5 separate regions of the Mus musculus genome follow, and all the other regions are linked to region 3. A link is a contact called in public Hi-C, HiChIP or PLAC-seq, capture Hi-C and promoter capture Hi-C data. All regions are on one chromosome and are shown on one strand. Each heading gives the region's core, a stretch centred on a gene start, on an enhancer-like site or on the middle of the called end of the contact. The rest is flanking DNA. Distances are from core to core; before and after follow the strand shown.

Region 1 (2,700 bases), core at 124-2,623, 200 kb after region 3:
AGAACCATAATCAACAAAAACAGTTGAAATTTTGTGAAGATCCATTTCAAAGGCAAGCATGTCTCTATCAATTTGTTCAGTACCAAAGATCCAATAGTGATATCAGATTGCTTAAAAATATGTGTCACTGTGCAGTGATGTGTGTGTGTGTGTGTGCATGTGTGTGAGACAGAGAGAGACAGAGACAGAGAGAGACAGAGACAGAGAGACAGAGACAGTGAGAGAGACAGAGAGACAGAGGCAAAGCCTAAAAAATAAATTTGCAAGCCTCATGCAAATAAACACTAAATAAATAAATAAATAAATAGCCCATTAATAGAATAGAAAGCCACTACTTGAATAACTCCAGAGGAGCTAAATTTCATGGTATTTCAAACTGTAGGCCACTGGATAATCTTTATTACACATAAAAGAAGATATCCCCTTTAAATGGAAAGACCTGGTAGTGAGCATAGACAAATGAGCACCCTCTGTGAAGGGACAGAGTGACATTCTGTGGCACTGGGTGAGATGCCATGAGCATGTATCAAGTTTGTAGTATTCTTGCCTCCATCTTAAAACAAATCTAAGCATGAGGAAATAGTAGAACAAATTCCAAATGTGGGGGCTTTTCAAGCAGGGGCTTGAATGTAGGCTATCCCTCTCCCTCTCCCGTCCTTCTTTCCCCCTCCCCCTCTCCCTCAAGGCCTTGTGCACATAAGGCACTGTTGTACCATTATACTGTATCATCAGTCCAAGTTTCCCCATGTTAGAGCCCCAGATGCAATAGGTCCCTTGAGTGGGAAACAGAGACTCTCCAATTGTAAACAGTTTGTCCATGGGCACAGACCACAAGAGGAAGAAAGAGAAGACAAATCTGGGTGTACTCATCTCCAAAGCTAATATGTCTGATTTGTCACAAAACCCCACGGTCAGCTTGTTGGAGGTAGGCGAGGAGAGGATAGGAGGACTTGCAGAAAACAAATGAGGAACAAATATCATCCTATTTAATTGTGTATATGTATGAAATTATCAAAAATAAAGAATATGTTTTAGGTTAGACAAAAATAAAATTGGTTTCCCTGGAAGTGCTGTTTCACAAAATCGTTAATTTCTCCACTTGACCACCAGACAATAGGTGTGCCGCTTTCAAGGAGCCTGTTGGACTCACAGAAATGACTGGTTTTATGCAAAGAGGAGGGAGCAGGTAAACGGGGGACTCTAGGCCTGAAACTATGAGGTCTGCTCTTCCTCTCTGAACTCCACCCATAGACCCCTAGTTTTGAGGGAACAGGAACCAGAAAGTGGATGCGAAGCATCCCGCAAGAAGCAGGGCATTTAACAGGAACAAAATATGTCTGTAACCCCGTCTCCATATTTAGCTCAGCCACCATACATCATTTGCTGAGGAAAGCATGAAAGGCGCCAGGTCTGTGTTGAAAGGAGGAACGAGGAACGTGTGTGAGTGGCAGCCTTGCCAGATAGGGTTGGAAGTGGGAGGCAGGAAGGGGCGCTATATTATACCTGAACTCGGATGCACTGTTGCCAGCTTCAAAACTGGATTGGAGAATCAGAGCTAAAAATTTAACATAAGCTGAAGCTTTTGAAGTGTGAGTGAATGAGATGTGTGAACACGCACAGACCCAGTCCTTCTGTTCATCCCAGGAGGCTCCCTGACTGCAGATCCTGCGATCTCCACAAAAGGAAGAGACCTTCCGAATGAGGGCACGCTGTGGGAATCCCTCTGTGAACAGCCTGGGGGGGGGGGGGTTACTGGGTAGACTGCAGTCTCCTCTCTGGCCAGTTTTAGATCTCAAGTGATGGGGCTTCCTAGGGTCTGCGATGGAGCAGCCTGGGCTGTCACGGACACCTGCAGACACTCCCTGGCATGTTCACAGTGTGGGTATATCTGTGAAACACATTTGGCTCATTGGCATCCCTCGATGCTTGCCTGCATTTCTGGGCATTGCCGCAGGAGCTCGGAAAGCTAGCTGAAGCTGGCACTCTCCAAGTTTTGCCTGTGGGGGCTTCATTTGGATGAAACTTCCCCTCAGGAATTCAATTCCTGGGGATCCAAATTGGACGCCAAGATGTTAGATGCAGAATCATCCCTGTTCTCCAAGATCTGGGCCTTCTGGGTGATTGCGATGAGAAGCGAGAACACAGAGCACAGATACAGCATATGGAGAACAAAGACTCCCCGTGTTTAGTTAATGGGAACATTGAATTCTTTTATGTGCAATAACTGATCTGAGTGCTCATAGCTGTGCCTCCTCCTGCAATTCAGTGCCTCAACTAGCTCATGAAGGAATAATAGGCGATTCTTTTGCTTATTTTTCAAGGCACTGAATATAGTGCTTTTAAAAATTCATGTACGTTTCTCTGTGACACTTTTCAAGCAATCTTCCCTGTGCTACAGTTGTTTTTCTCTTTTAAGTTTTGGTGGCAGTAATGTCACAGCCTTTCAGTTCCATTGGTGGCCATGTCACCTTTGAGATGGAGAAACAAACACCTGCTGTTCATCCTATGCTGAAATGAGGTCCGGGTGTCATATAAGTCTAGCCTTTTGGGGTTTCTTTTTAAAATTGTTATAACACTTATTTATTTATTTATTTATTTATTTATTTATTTATTTATTTATTTATTTATGGTTTTATTTGCATGAATGTACATGTACCATGGCAAACAGATAGAAGTCAAAGGACAAGTTTGTGTGTGTGT
Region 2 (2,700 bases), core at 136-2,635, 230 kb after region 3:
CTCTCCACAACCCAGAGTATGGTGTGATATACATGCAACAAGGGAGAGTGACAGTGCACCAAGAAATCTCTGTGAACCAAGTTCGTGGTTTTGCTTCTAGCTGCTATCTTTCTGGGATCATTGGCCGCTGAGGCTCAGGATGTACCCCTGGGGTAATGGTTTCCACACAGTGGGGATAATTCTCAAGACAGCACTCAGTTCAGATGTCCTTTTCTCTCCAACAGTCAGGGTGGTCTCGGAAAGCCTTTCCATAGCTGTGTGGAGAGGAAAAGAAGGTATTTTGTAACAGGCAAGTGGCAGTGATTCCACATTGGAGAGTGGGCCCTGGAGACAAGCCAGGCTCTCCACAGTCTTGCGTTTGCCTGAGTCTGTGCATTCGCAAGTAGAACTCGAAATAGCACGAGTTATATAAAGACGGCTGATGAAGACGCTGAACTTTAATGTGTGATGCTGTGAAATCATAGATGACACTAGCAAATTCTCCAAATCAGTCTTTAAAGAACGTCACTTGTACACTGGTCCAGAGTACTGCAAAGGTCCTGTCCTGTTCTGGGAAGAGAAAGAGCAGCATCATGAGGGAACTATCTGCCCAGCTGGGTCTGACCATGGCTTTCCTCAGTTCCTCGGTGAGGAAAGAGCTGAAGTTAGACAGCAGGCTATCATCTAGTTCTACCTGCAGCCTAATTGTCATTAGTTATTGTGACTCTGGACTGTTTCAGGTGAGCAAGATGTTCCACCGCATCGGTCTAGTGGTACTCAAGGGTCGGTTTTGTGTGCCTATGTGTTTGCGTAGATATGTGTACACATATTTTCCTTTAACAATATAATAAAAGTAATCCCATCTGGATCTGCCACAGTGAGATATGTGCACTAGATATGCGCTACTGATATAGCAACACCAAACAGCACTCCCCAAACACAACCCCAACAGGGAAAATTCCTCTCTGGGAGTGCCAGAAGAGCACCCGCAAGTCTGTGCTTGTTAAAGCGATTCGTGGAATGTTTGAGAGCTGAACACCAGGCCTAAGGCCTTTTTTTTTTTTAATATGCAAGGATGCTGAGGCCAGCACAAAAGGCTATCCCTGGGACTAGAACCCCTGATCTCAAGAGCATCCTTCGAGTTCTCACTGAGAACACAGGGAACTGATGCAGCCTTCCAGTAGAAGAGATTGTGCGATGTAATCATGTTACCTGCCCCACAAAGAATTGTATTTCCCAACCTGAAAAATGCACCCTGGATTCACGCATGTGTGACAATGAAGCCAGAGCTCTTATGAAGAGCCTTTCTTGTTCCTTTATTTCTCACTGGTTATGGGAGAATGGCAGAGCCATCACTCACTATGTTCCCCAGCACGGCTAGGAAACCGCAAATCTGCAAAGACAGATGGTGGGAGGGGACAATTTTGGAAATAGCATCATGGAGGCTGAAGTGTCTCACTCTCTAGTTGGGCACATCTGTTTCCTGACCACTTAATTACCTCTCGCAAGAGTCCAAAGCCTGTGCTCTTTCCTGTTTTTCTAGTCACAGGTAAATGCTTCTACGCTCCACATGGTCCCAAACATAAAACAGAGAGAAGTCCGCTTTATGTATTGCTAGAAGATAAATACAGATCTCCTCTGCAAACATGTCACCATTTCTAAAGAGTTATGGTCTCAATGGATGGAGACAGAATATAAAAATCTCTCACAAGAAGTGAGTTTTATGATCCCAAAACCCAACCTCTTCCTTTAAACACAAGAACATGTTCTGGAAATCGCAAGCTGTCCCCAGGAAGGAACATGAAATCTCGAGGAGTTGAAGCAAGGAGAGATGCGTGGGAACCCTGGAGTGATGACATGGCAGCTTGCCAGGTCCCTTGGCAAGTGGGAGTGTTTGAGGAACCACTTCCTGTGCGCCTACATTTCAACACTCCTGCTTACAGGAGGTGTTCGGCTGGAGAGATAGTCCAACTGAGAACAACCAGGCACTGCCTTGTAGGGACACAGATGAAATGGGAAAGACAAGGAAAAGCAGCAAGCAGCAATGGTGGCACCGCAGGATATGTGGGGACACCAATGACCATCACACAGCAAGCATCTCTTCACACAGTACATTTGGACTTGTTACTTTTTCTAGAATTCTCCTCCTAGCTCCTCACAAAGATACTTTTCTTAGCTATGGCATTCCTGAGTCCCATCTTTCCATGGCTTTCCTGTGTCCCTCCCTCCATGGCATTCCTGTGTCTCCTCTTATTTCTTTTCTTTCCCAGGATCCTGTTCATTTCCTTTACAATACAAGCCACAATGTGATATTCTTTTTTTAAAAATTGGTAATTTAATAAGTATTTGTGGAGAACCTCTTTTATTTCAGGCATTATACTAAGCCCTGGGATGGTGATGAACAAGTAGATGACAGGCTCTGGTCCTTTGAGTTTCTTGCATCGCGGGAACAGGAATGTGTCACACTCAGGAATACTGACCTAAGCCAGGTGTTGTGCCCTACTTTGTGTGAAGAGCAGTCCAGCTCCCTTACTCTACTCAAAGTGCACACAGCACGTAAGTGATGTAGGATCAGTCAGCAGCTCCCTCCTGTCACTGGATGAGGTTTGGATTCTTGTCCTGCGTCACAGCTTACTCAGAACCCCTTGGTGTTCCTTGCTCGGAGTCTCTTTTTGTAGGACAGAAGCCCCATGGTATCATGGTCCCTTGGTTACTACTTCC
Region 3 (2,700 bases), core at 108-2,607:
TTGGAGATAAAAAGTGGGGCTCGAGGGGAGGAAGGGGGAGGGCAGGCAACTTTTGATGCTTTAAAAGATTCCTGGTAGCCAGGTGTGGTGGCGGACGCCTTTAATCCCAGCACTTGGGAGGCAGAGGCAGGTGGATTTCTGAGTTTGAGGCCAGCCTGGTCTACAAAGTGAGTTCCAGAACAGCCAGGGCTATACAGAGAAACCCTGTCTCGAAAAACAAAACAAAACAAAACAAAACAAACAAAAAAAAGATTCCTGGTAGAGAGTCCTATTAGGGAAACTGCAATCAGGATCGGGCAAGGAAAGTGCTTCTTCAGCCTCTGAAGATGCATGCCTCTTCTTGCTGGGGCCGGGCGGGGGTTGGTGGGCGGGAGTTGAGTCCTGCAGGACCGTAAGGCGTCAGGTGGCCTCTTGTGGGACTGCAGACCCGGGAGGCGCAGCGTTGCAGCGGGAGTCTCAGCGCACGCCCCCGCCTGCGAGCCCCCGCCCTGCCGGCAGCTGACCTTTGGCCCAGGGGCGGCCATCCGAAGGCGCTGACTGCGATGACGTCTCCCTGGCTGTCAGTGCACAACAGGAAATGCTCTCCGCCTCCCCACTTCCTGCCTGGAGAAAGTGGGGCTCGCTGCTCTAGCAGCCGGCCTAGTTTCGGGGCCCATGCGGAGCACCCTGGTTGCGCAAGGGCTCTGGGTGCAAGGCCTGGCAGGGGCTGCCTGGGCGGAAAGCCAGGGTGAGCACTGGCCGCGGACCGCCCAGCCTGGGGACCCCGAGCATCCGGAGGGGTCCCGGAAAGGAGGCCCCAGTGCTGAATAATGCTGACCTCACAGGGCCTCTGTTGATTCTCTGTTGTAAAGCCCTGACAGGAAGCCTCCTCTTTAACCCTCCTTCCAAAGGCCACCTTTGACTTTGTTGTGGAAATACTGACAAGGGCATCTGGGGCAAAACCTAAATATCAGGCCTGGGGACCCTGCAGGACAGACCCCTTCATAGTCATTTAAGCCATTGTTTAGGTAAAGTGAGGTTTTCTTTTCTTTCTGTGTGTTTTTTTTTTTTAAATATGAACCATTTTGCAAACTTAGGACAGTAATACATCAGTAGCTGTGGATGTATTATCTCGAATTTGCAGATATTTTGCTGATCTCTTTCTCCCTGGTAGACTTCAAACAACGGAAACCAAAGCACGTCAACCTAGGCTTATTAATAAGACATGTTTACATAACCCTTGAAACTGCATTTTAGAACGATATACAATCTATAATTTAGTACCGCGGATGCCCGTGTCGCGCATGCTTGCCAGTACGATAAAGGGAAGAGCCGTCAGCTAAGCAAGCATTGTGCTTATTTCCCTGGCTGACTCATGAATAGGCTTTGTCATGGGAGACTGTTCTTCTGGCCACACGGCCAAAATGCCAAAGTTCACTGGGAGGTCTACTGAGGTTTCTTATGTCAAACACTTGACAGAGTTTTAGTTAGATGAAAATACTGTGTAGTAGTTTCTATTAAACCCCAGGAATATTGTGGAACACGCACTTTACTCTCTGTGTTCTGCTACACTGACCTATGCTTTTGAAAGCGTAGCTTAAATGTCCTCACATGATTAGCCCATGTGTGTAGCATATGATGTCATTAGCCTTGGGAACTGTCAACTGATTTATGCAGTGAAGAACTTTAAGGCTATTTGAGAAGAGTTTTAAGTAAGACCTGTGGGTCTTGAAATCATGTCTTTGGTTTGTTTGTTTGCTTGCTTGCTTGTTTTTTTCTTTCTGGTGTGTATCTGTGGGAGGATAGTTTTGTTTCTTTTGAACTTCTACAGATTATAGAAGGCTACTCAGGGAAATAAACTTGGAGCATAAAAATCAGGGCAAGTTGTAGTTGAGGGGGGCTGACATCATTGTGTAGGCATTACCACATGCTAGCACACCTTATCAAACACAGAGCCTAAAGAATGTTAGGCAAGCTTGCTACCACTCAGCTGCACCCATGATGCAATCTTGATTGTTTAACAATTTGAAGAGCAAACAAGACCATGGGAATTAAAATCTCAGTGGAATAGAAGAATGTTACATTAGTAAAAGATTAAATTTGGGAGGTGATTTTCTTGTCCTTGTACTGACATAGGCAGGAGGTACATTGGATGTCCTGTAAACTATTGAAGTACATGTGAATTTCATCTTTGAGGTTACACTATGTTTGAGCCCATTGTCCATTGCTTTTCTGTATGATTTAACCACTTCTAAATCCAGCTTGTCCGTGTATGACATTAGCATTATGCAGATATTTATTTAGTAGTCGATTAATAAGGATCAATTACTCCAGATTTGAATTAACAATAATCTCCAGTTTTTATGCACCTTCTTGTTCGAGGTGCTAAGTAGGATCCTTAGACTCATTAACTAAATCTCATAATTGTCAGGAGAGTAACATACACTTGTGTGAAAACCATTTTATGAGGAGCCCTTCTGAGTGGTACCAAATTAGAATTTTTATAATATTTATCCAAACCAACATTTGATCTATATTTGTGGCTCAAATATATGTGCTTCATTTCATCCATGAATAGATATGCCTAGTTTGGAGGAAATACTTTTTTTTTAAAAAAAGATTGTATGTATGTATGTTTGTATGTATGTATGTATGTATGTATGTATGTATGTATGTATGTATATGAATACACTGTAGCTGTCTTCAGACACACCAGAAGAG
Region 4 (2,700 bases), core at 176-2,675, 140 kb before region 3:
ACAGATGTTTGTGTGACATACACATATATAAAATGAATTATATATCTGGAAGACACAGAGATTTCTCCCCTGCAGAAAAGTCAATAAAACCTTCAGGAAAGTGGTATGAACTCTGGCCCCTCCTGTATTTTTTCCTCCCATCATATGAAGCCTCGCAGTGCAGGAATGGCTGTTTTGTTTTTAGTTCCCAAAAGCTGCAGTGATCTTCTTACTGGAAACCAGCCCCTACAGTGTCTGTGTGGGAGGGGGGAGCTTCCTGAAGGAGTTGGGCAACACATGGGAAGGAGAGACACACCATCACCCAGAGGGACTGTAACACAAGCTCTTTGAGGAAGTCCCCCCTTCCACAGCTCTCTGACTCCTTAGTAATGCATGTCTTCTCCTGTCATGGGATCAAGAGCGAAGGCCAAAAGTAACTCAGCAGCACGAGGTAAGCGACTCACTGCAGAGCCGGACAGGAGAGCTCCGCAGAGATCTGCCGTGCGTTTGTTTTCACGGTCTTCCCCCCAGGCACGTCTGAACATCTTATAGCCATTGCACAGTCACAAAGTGGGCGGTCATCCGTGACTGGGGGATCCATGACCGGTTACATGTTTAAATGCTACACTGCAAAGTCATCAATGTGTTTAAAAGTATTTCATGCTCCCTCCCGCTGAGACTATGTCCATCAATTCCCCGGCTGGTGAATTGTCCTCCCTGACCCGTGGAGGTCAGCCTCACCAAGCCAACATGGACCTATCACGCAAATGACTGAAAGTGTCACCTAAGTGACCTGCTTGGAGCCTGGCCATTTTCAAGAAGCCTTTACCACAGGCATTTCTGAGGAGATGGACTAACTGCACCACGAAGCTCCGTGGTTTGCAGGCTGTGATTTAAAACCCCCCCGCTCATGTGCGCAGATGTTTACCTCATAGCACTCCGTCTCATTACTGGAAATCTATGGAACGAGCCATAAGTCAGCACTAGCAAGAGATACATTTGGCCATAACAAAAGAATGATAATCCTTTCAGTCAGAAATAATATGCTATGATAAGCAGCATGGGAAGACAAGACTTGTCAAGGAAAATCGTAACAATATTTAAGTACAAGGTGGACAGTTACCTAGAGAAGGTATTGACATATGTTCCCCACAGGCAAGGGTACAGTCAAACCACACTGCATAAAAACTCAGTAAGGGGACAGCAGCCAACTTTCCACGGACTCCCTTCTCTGGAGCAAATGATGATAGGAAGTGCCCAACCTGCCAGTGTTCCGCCTCCATGTCCACAGCTACTGGGAGGGTCCTACTCTGACACCACGAACTACTCAAAAAGTGGAGACGTTTATAGAGTTCATATAAACTGTTAGTGCAGCAGGGATCCTTGTTAACCTGGAATTAAAACCACTATTGATCGCTTAAACAAGTATTTATTGATTAACCACTAGCTACAAACTCTAAGTAAACTGTAAGTGAGGAAATGCAGGCTGTTAAATGGTTGTGCATTTGCTGTCTAGAATATGTCCAGACAGGCCTAACCTCCAACATACTAGTGTCTGTATTTGCCAAATATATGATGTGTAGTTTCAGCACATTAATAGCAGGGAGTCATTATGCAGGGGAAGGGAGGATGCATTTAGGAGTAGAAATGTTTGTAAAAGTGAATTAAATCTTCTAATACCATAAAATACATTCCAAGTTTTTACTTATCAAGACAATTTATCTCACAGATGGCTTCAGCACCGGATGACATCATTAAAGGGCTACAGAATCTAAAACCTAAATCAAAGATGCTCTTGACCCGAGTCAGGATCAGATGGGATCTTAACTGATATGTGACCTAAAATCAGACAACAACCCAGAACCTGTGTGGGACGTGTACACGGCAACAGAAAGTGAATGCGAAATTGCATGAATAAAGCCAATTAGCTAAGAACCCCTAACCTCAGAAATGTCTCTTGTAAGTATTTTAAATCTATGACATGCTCTTTCCAACATTCTGTCTATATAATTCAGGTGTAGATGAAGGCAAAACTGTCTCTAAATACTGATCTTTATCATGGGAAATAGGACCTCCTAGGCAAATGTTTCAAGATAAGTTTTATAAGGTTTTGCCCCTTCTCAGACATTATCTGCTCCAATTGGCGACTTCCACATTATACTGACCTTCAAATAGAACACCTTGGAGTTTGCCAGTGTACGTGGTAAACTCCCACAAGTAGTTGAATCATATTTTCAAGTTTGCTTTTTGTTATTTATTATTACACAATTTTTGTTGTGTAGTTATTTATTAACTACAGAATATATGCCTTTAGATTAAGTAGATTTATGTGGGCTCTAGGTCCTTTCAGTTTGAGAAAGTATATGACTAGTGCTACAAGAATCCCACTACCATCCAAGTGAAATGGCAGCATGGATCTTAGATACATTAAAAATACCTAAGATACTTCATAATTTCATAGTGACAGAAAAAAAGAGAATGTGAGAGTTCTCGTTTGTATGAGGAATGCAAACAAGTGTTTATTTTTGTTCTATACCTTTGGGAAACAAGGACAAATTTCGTCAAGTTGGAGCCACACACCCTTATGAACAGCCTTCTGCATGCCTCACAGAACACCAACTAGGAGATGGCATGGAACAAGGGAACTACAGGCATGCCTCTCTCCTTTATCATGACCTGCTTTTAAAGGAAAAAGTAAGTACCTTTTTTATATAGGCACTT
Region 5 (2,700 bases), core at 150-2,649, 160 kb after region 3:
AGGGACTTCTCCCCCTCAAGCTACCGTTCCTCCCCAGGCTATGATTCTTCACCCTGTCGAGATAATTCGCCAAAGAGGTATCTGATACCCAAAGGAGATTTGTCACCCAGAAGACATTTATCACCTAGACGAGACCTGTCGCCGATGAGGCATCTGTCACCAAGAAAAGAAGCTGCATTGAGGAGAGAGATGTCCCAAGGGGATGCCTCACCAAGAAGGCACTTGTCCCCAAGGAGACCATTGTCTCCTGGAAAGGACATTACAGCAAGAAGAGATCTCTCTCCCAGAAGAGAGAGAAGATATATGACCACCATCAGAGCACCGTCTCCCAGAAGGGCTTTATATCCTAACCCTCCATTATCCATGGGACAGTATCTACAAACAGAGCCAATTGTATTGGGGCCTCCTGTAAGTATAGCCTGAGTTCTCTTCACCAGAGCTGCAGAGCATTAGAACCTCCTATAGGATAGTTATAAGGCATTTATTATAATGTGGGTGTAATGAACCTATTAATACAAATAGCAGGGAGACATTTTATCACACATCGTGTTGGTGACATGGCTGTGGCATTATTCCAAGTATAAGATTGTATCAAAGCAGGAGTGAACTTGCAGGTAGGAACAGGAGAAGCCTTCCGAATGTTTCGCAAGCATAACTATAGACTTGAGCCAAAACCCTTAGGTGACGCCCCAGGTATGGCATGCTTATGAAGACAAACATGAAGACAGTAAATTGTTAGTGATATTTACACTTCAGCAGGGGAGGACTCTGATGCAGGCTTCGTCCTTGACTTCCAAAATGATTTTTAAAATATACTCATTACATTGCCCAACATGTGTACATGTGCAAATGGTCAGGGCCTGGGAAAAGGTGGTGTGACACTCTAGTAGCCCATAAGGTAAAGACATAAAGGTTTCTGCACTTTTTTTTCCTGTTGTTGCTGTTAGCACCAGGTGTAGATGCTGAGGGAGAATTCGGGCCAGAGAATGAGCTGTCAGAGGGCTCCAGAGAATATTCTGAGGGGTCCACCTTTTTCTTGTATTATTAAGTAAGATGACAGCAGTAGTGGCTATGGGCCACACTGAAACCACAGCTTTACTGAAAAGCTACAACGGAGCCCCTCCTCTCCTCATTGCACAGCAGCCTGGCAGATCATGGTGTCTCTTTCCATTGGGGTAGGATTGTCAAAGAGCAGGCAGAGAGCACAGAGGCATGCTGCCTTCTGAGTTTGTTTGCTTTAAAAGTGGTGTTAGTTTCCAGATCTTCCTTCCTGCCCTCTTTCCTCTGTTTTCTGTCTGGCATAGCATGGTCTTTCTCAGGCATAGAAGGCACTGCTAACTCCTCGCTCTGTCTGCTCCTGCCCTGGTAGCCAGTCCCTTCTCTCTCATTGCCTACTGCTATCTTGATTCATGAGCTTACACTGCCATTCTCAAACTGTAGGAAATCTCCCAGCCTTCCTTGCAGTATCCTCATCATCCTTTTTTCATAAACCGGGAGCAAAGTTCATCTTGATGTTGCAATCCTGCAGAGATGTGCCCTGATGTCTGCACCCGGCTGATTTCAAGCTAGTAAATTAGCAAGCTAGGGAAAAAAAACATCACATCTCTGCAAGTTTCTATATCTTGTGCTACCTAAGTCACTATATAGTTACTAGGAAGCTGGAAATCCCTCTGATGATTCCTGTGACAGAGACATGGTGATGCTGGCAGGGTGCGCTAAACTAGTCCTGATCCCTCCTTCCTGAGGCTTTTGAGTCAGCTTTTGGCCAAGCAGACCATAACTGGCTTCTATGAGTCAATGGAACACATTCAGGTTACCATGTCATGAAAACAAAGCCATTGATTTAACATGCTGTTAAACTCAGGCCAAGGAATTCATTAACTAATTAAGAATAAAATAAAACAGAATAAAATAATTCATTTATTTTGGACCTTTGAATCCCTACAAAGTTAATTAAGAAATTTAGTGCCAAACAAGAAAATAAGTTTCACCAGTTACTGAGTTTTTCCTAAATTTTTGTGTGGTTTTATTTCATTTCATTTTGTTCCTAAAATCTCTGGATGCCTCACAGAGCTCATCCTTCATCCCCACCAAATCCTTTGGCTTGCTACCCAGTCCAGTTATCTTTAAAGAAAAAATGCCCCCTTGCTGCTTGTTCTCATAGGAGGCAGCAGAGCTGGGATTCAAGCAGGAGCCCTGTCCTGAGTCCTCATGTTGTGTTGACTGGTCGCCTCTGGATGGCAGTGACAACTATATCTTTCTGTGATGTGTGAAAGAGACATTTCTGGTCAGAGAAAAATAGACCTGACCATGCTCTGACAGGTGTCCCTTCTGACTGCTCTGTAGGATGAAGACTTTCCTCTCTCTAAAAAAATGTATAGAAAGGATTATGACCAGCCATTGTCCCTTGTCACAGAAATTCTGTCCTGCTACCTTGTCATTTTGCACACCTTGATGGAAGCTTTACAGGGCAATGACTGGGGTGAAGGGACTATGACACCCAGGATGACATAAGATATAATTGGTTTAGTCTGAACTTAGAGCCAGAGAGAAGGTTTAGATGGAGAAACACACACCACTAGGATTCCTCCTCTAACACTATCTGGTTCATTTTAATAGATAGTAGAATTTAAAAGTGTCTTTATTCAGTCAGTCACCATTTTTGAGGACTGGAACTGGAGTATGGTTCAAAAGGGAAAT

Evidence for each region. A called contact is a pair of places that touch in the nucleus more often than the background predicts. HiChIP or PLAC-seq counts read pairs in DNA pulled down with a chosen protein or histone mark. Capture Hi-C pulls out chosen DNA fragments and counts their contacts.
Region 1: a contact with region 3 is called in a capture Hi-C map of bone marrow-derived macrophages, with 7 times the contacts expected there. The contact joins two enhancer-like sites. A contact is called at or near these places in 2 of 484 Hi-C or Micro-C datasets (bone marrow-derived macrophages and brown adipocytes), 2 of 115 datasets of contacts at active chromatin or transcription factors (embryonic forebrain and microglia) and 1 of 9 other capture datasets (bone marrow-derived macrophages).
Region 2: an H3K4me3 HiChIP or PLAC-seq map of forebrain shows a contact between it and region 3, with 4 times the contacts expected there. The contact joins two enhancer-like sites. A contact is called at or near these places in 16 of 484 Hi-C or Micro-C datasets (B cells, Kupffer cells, adipose-derived mesenchymal stem cells and 11 more) and 5 of 115 datasets of contacts at active chromatin or transcription factors (the 230-238 cell line, PVALB interneurons, embryonic basal ganglia and 2 more).
Region 4: a contact with region 3 is called in a promoter capture Hi-C map of adipose tissue. The contact joins two enhancer-like sites. A contact is called at or near these places in 1 of 484 Hi-C or Micro-C datasets (liver), 3 of 115 datasets of contacts at active chromatin or transcription factors (CD8 T cells, effector CD8 T cells and memory CD8 T cells) and 1 of 9 other capture datasets (adipose tissue).
Region 5: a Hi-C map of muscle stem cells shows a contact between it and region 3, with 2.3 times the contacts expected there. The contact joins two enhancer-like sites. A contact is called at or near these places in 1 of 15 datasets of contacts at CTCF or cohesin (the NIH/3T3 cell line), 4 of 484 Hi-C or Micro-C datasets (cerebellum, cerebral cortex, muscle stem cells and 1 more) and 1 of 115 datasets of contacts at active chromatin or transcription factors (fibro-adipogenic progenitors).

The regions. Positions count from the first base shown.
Region 1 is chr10:14,178,113-14,180,812 of GRCm38.p6, forward strand. No RefSeq gene overlaps it. Among named protein-coding and RNA genes, the nearest start is that of Gm51759, 52 kb to the left of the region's middle. Within about 2 kb of position 1,374, at least 38 of the 459 cell types and tissues checked have an H3K27ac peak or open chromatin away from gene starts, as enhancers often do. A contact at or near this core is called in bone marrow-derived macrophages, where this site is marked.
Region 2 is chr10:14,210,281-14,212,980 of GRCm38.p6, forward strand. No RefSeq gene overlaps it. Among named protein-coding and RNA genes, the nearest start is that of Gm51759, 84 kb to the left of the region's middle. Within about 2 kb of position 1,386, at least 54 of the 459 cell types and tissues checked have an H3K27ac peak or open chromatin away from gene starts, as enhancers often do. A contact at or near this core is called in the 230-238 cell line, PVALB interneurons, bone marrow-derived macrophages and 4 more, where this site is marked.
Region 3 is chr10:13,982,479-13,985,178 of GRCm38.p6, forward strand. All of the region lies in intron 1 of Hivep2 (human immunodeficiency virus type I enhancer binding protein 2), which reads left to right. Among named protein-coding and RNA genes, the nearest start is that of Hivep2, 17 kb to the left of the region's middle. Within about 2 kb of position 1,358, at least 300 of the 459 cell types and tissues checked have an H3K27ac peak or open chromatin away from gene starts, as enhancers often do. A contact at or near this core is called in the 230-238 cell line, PVALB interneurons, adipose tissue and 7 more, where this site is marked.
Region 4 is chr10:13,837,511-13,840,210 of GRCm38.p6, forward strand. The region is part of intron 1 of Aig1 (androgen-induced 1); the gene reads right to left. Among named protein-coding and RNA genes, the nearest start is that of Aig1, 30 kb to the right of the region's middle. Within about 2 kb of position 1,426, at least 35 of the 459 cell types and tissues checked have an H3K27ac peak or open chromatin away from gene starts, as enhancers often do. A contact at or near this core is called in adipose tissue and liver, where this site is marked.
Region 5 is chr10:14,143,547-14,146,246 of GRCm38.p6, forward strand. Hivep2 (human immunodeficiency virus type I enhancer binding protein 2) reads left to right here. Exons shown (of 9, transcript NM_010437.2): 8 at 1-408. Among named protein-coding and RNA genes, the nearest start is that of Gm51759, 18 kb to the left of the region's middle. Within about 2 kb of position 1,400, at least 10 of the 459 cell types and tissues checked have an H3K27ac peak or open chromatin away from gene starts, as enhancers often do. A contact at or near this core is called in muscle stem cells, where this site is marked.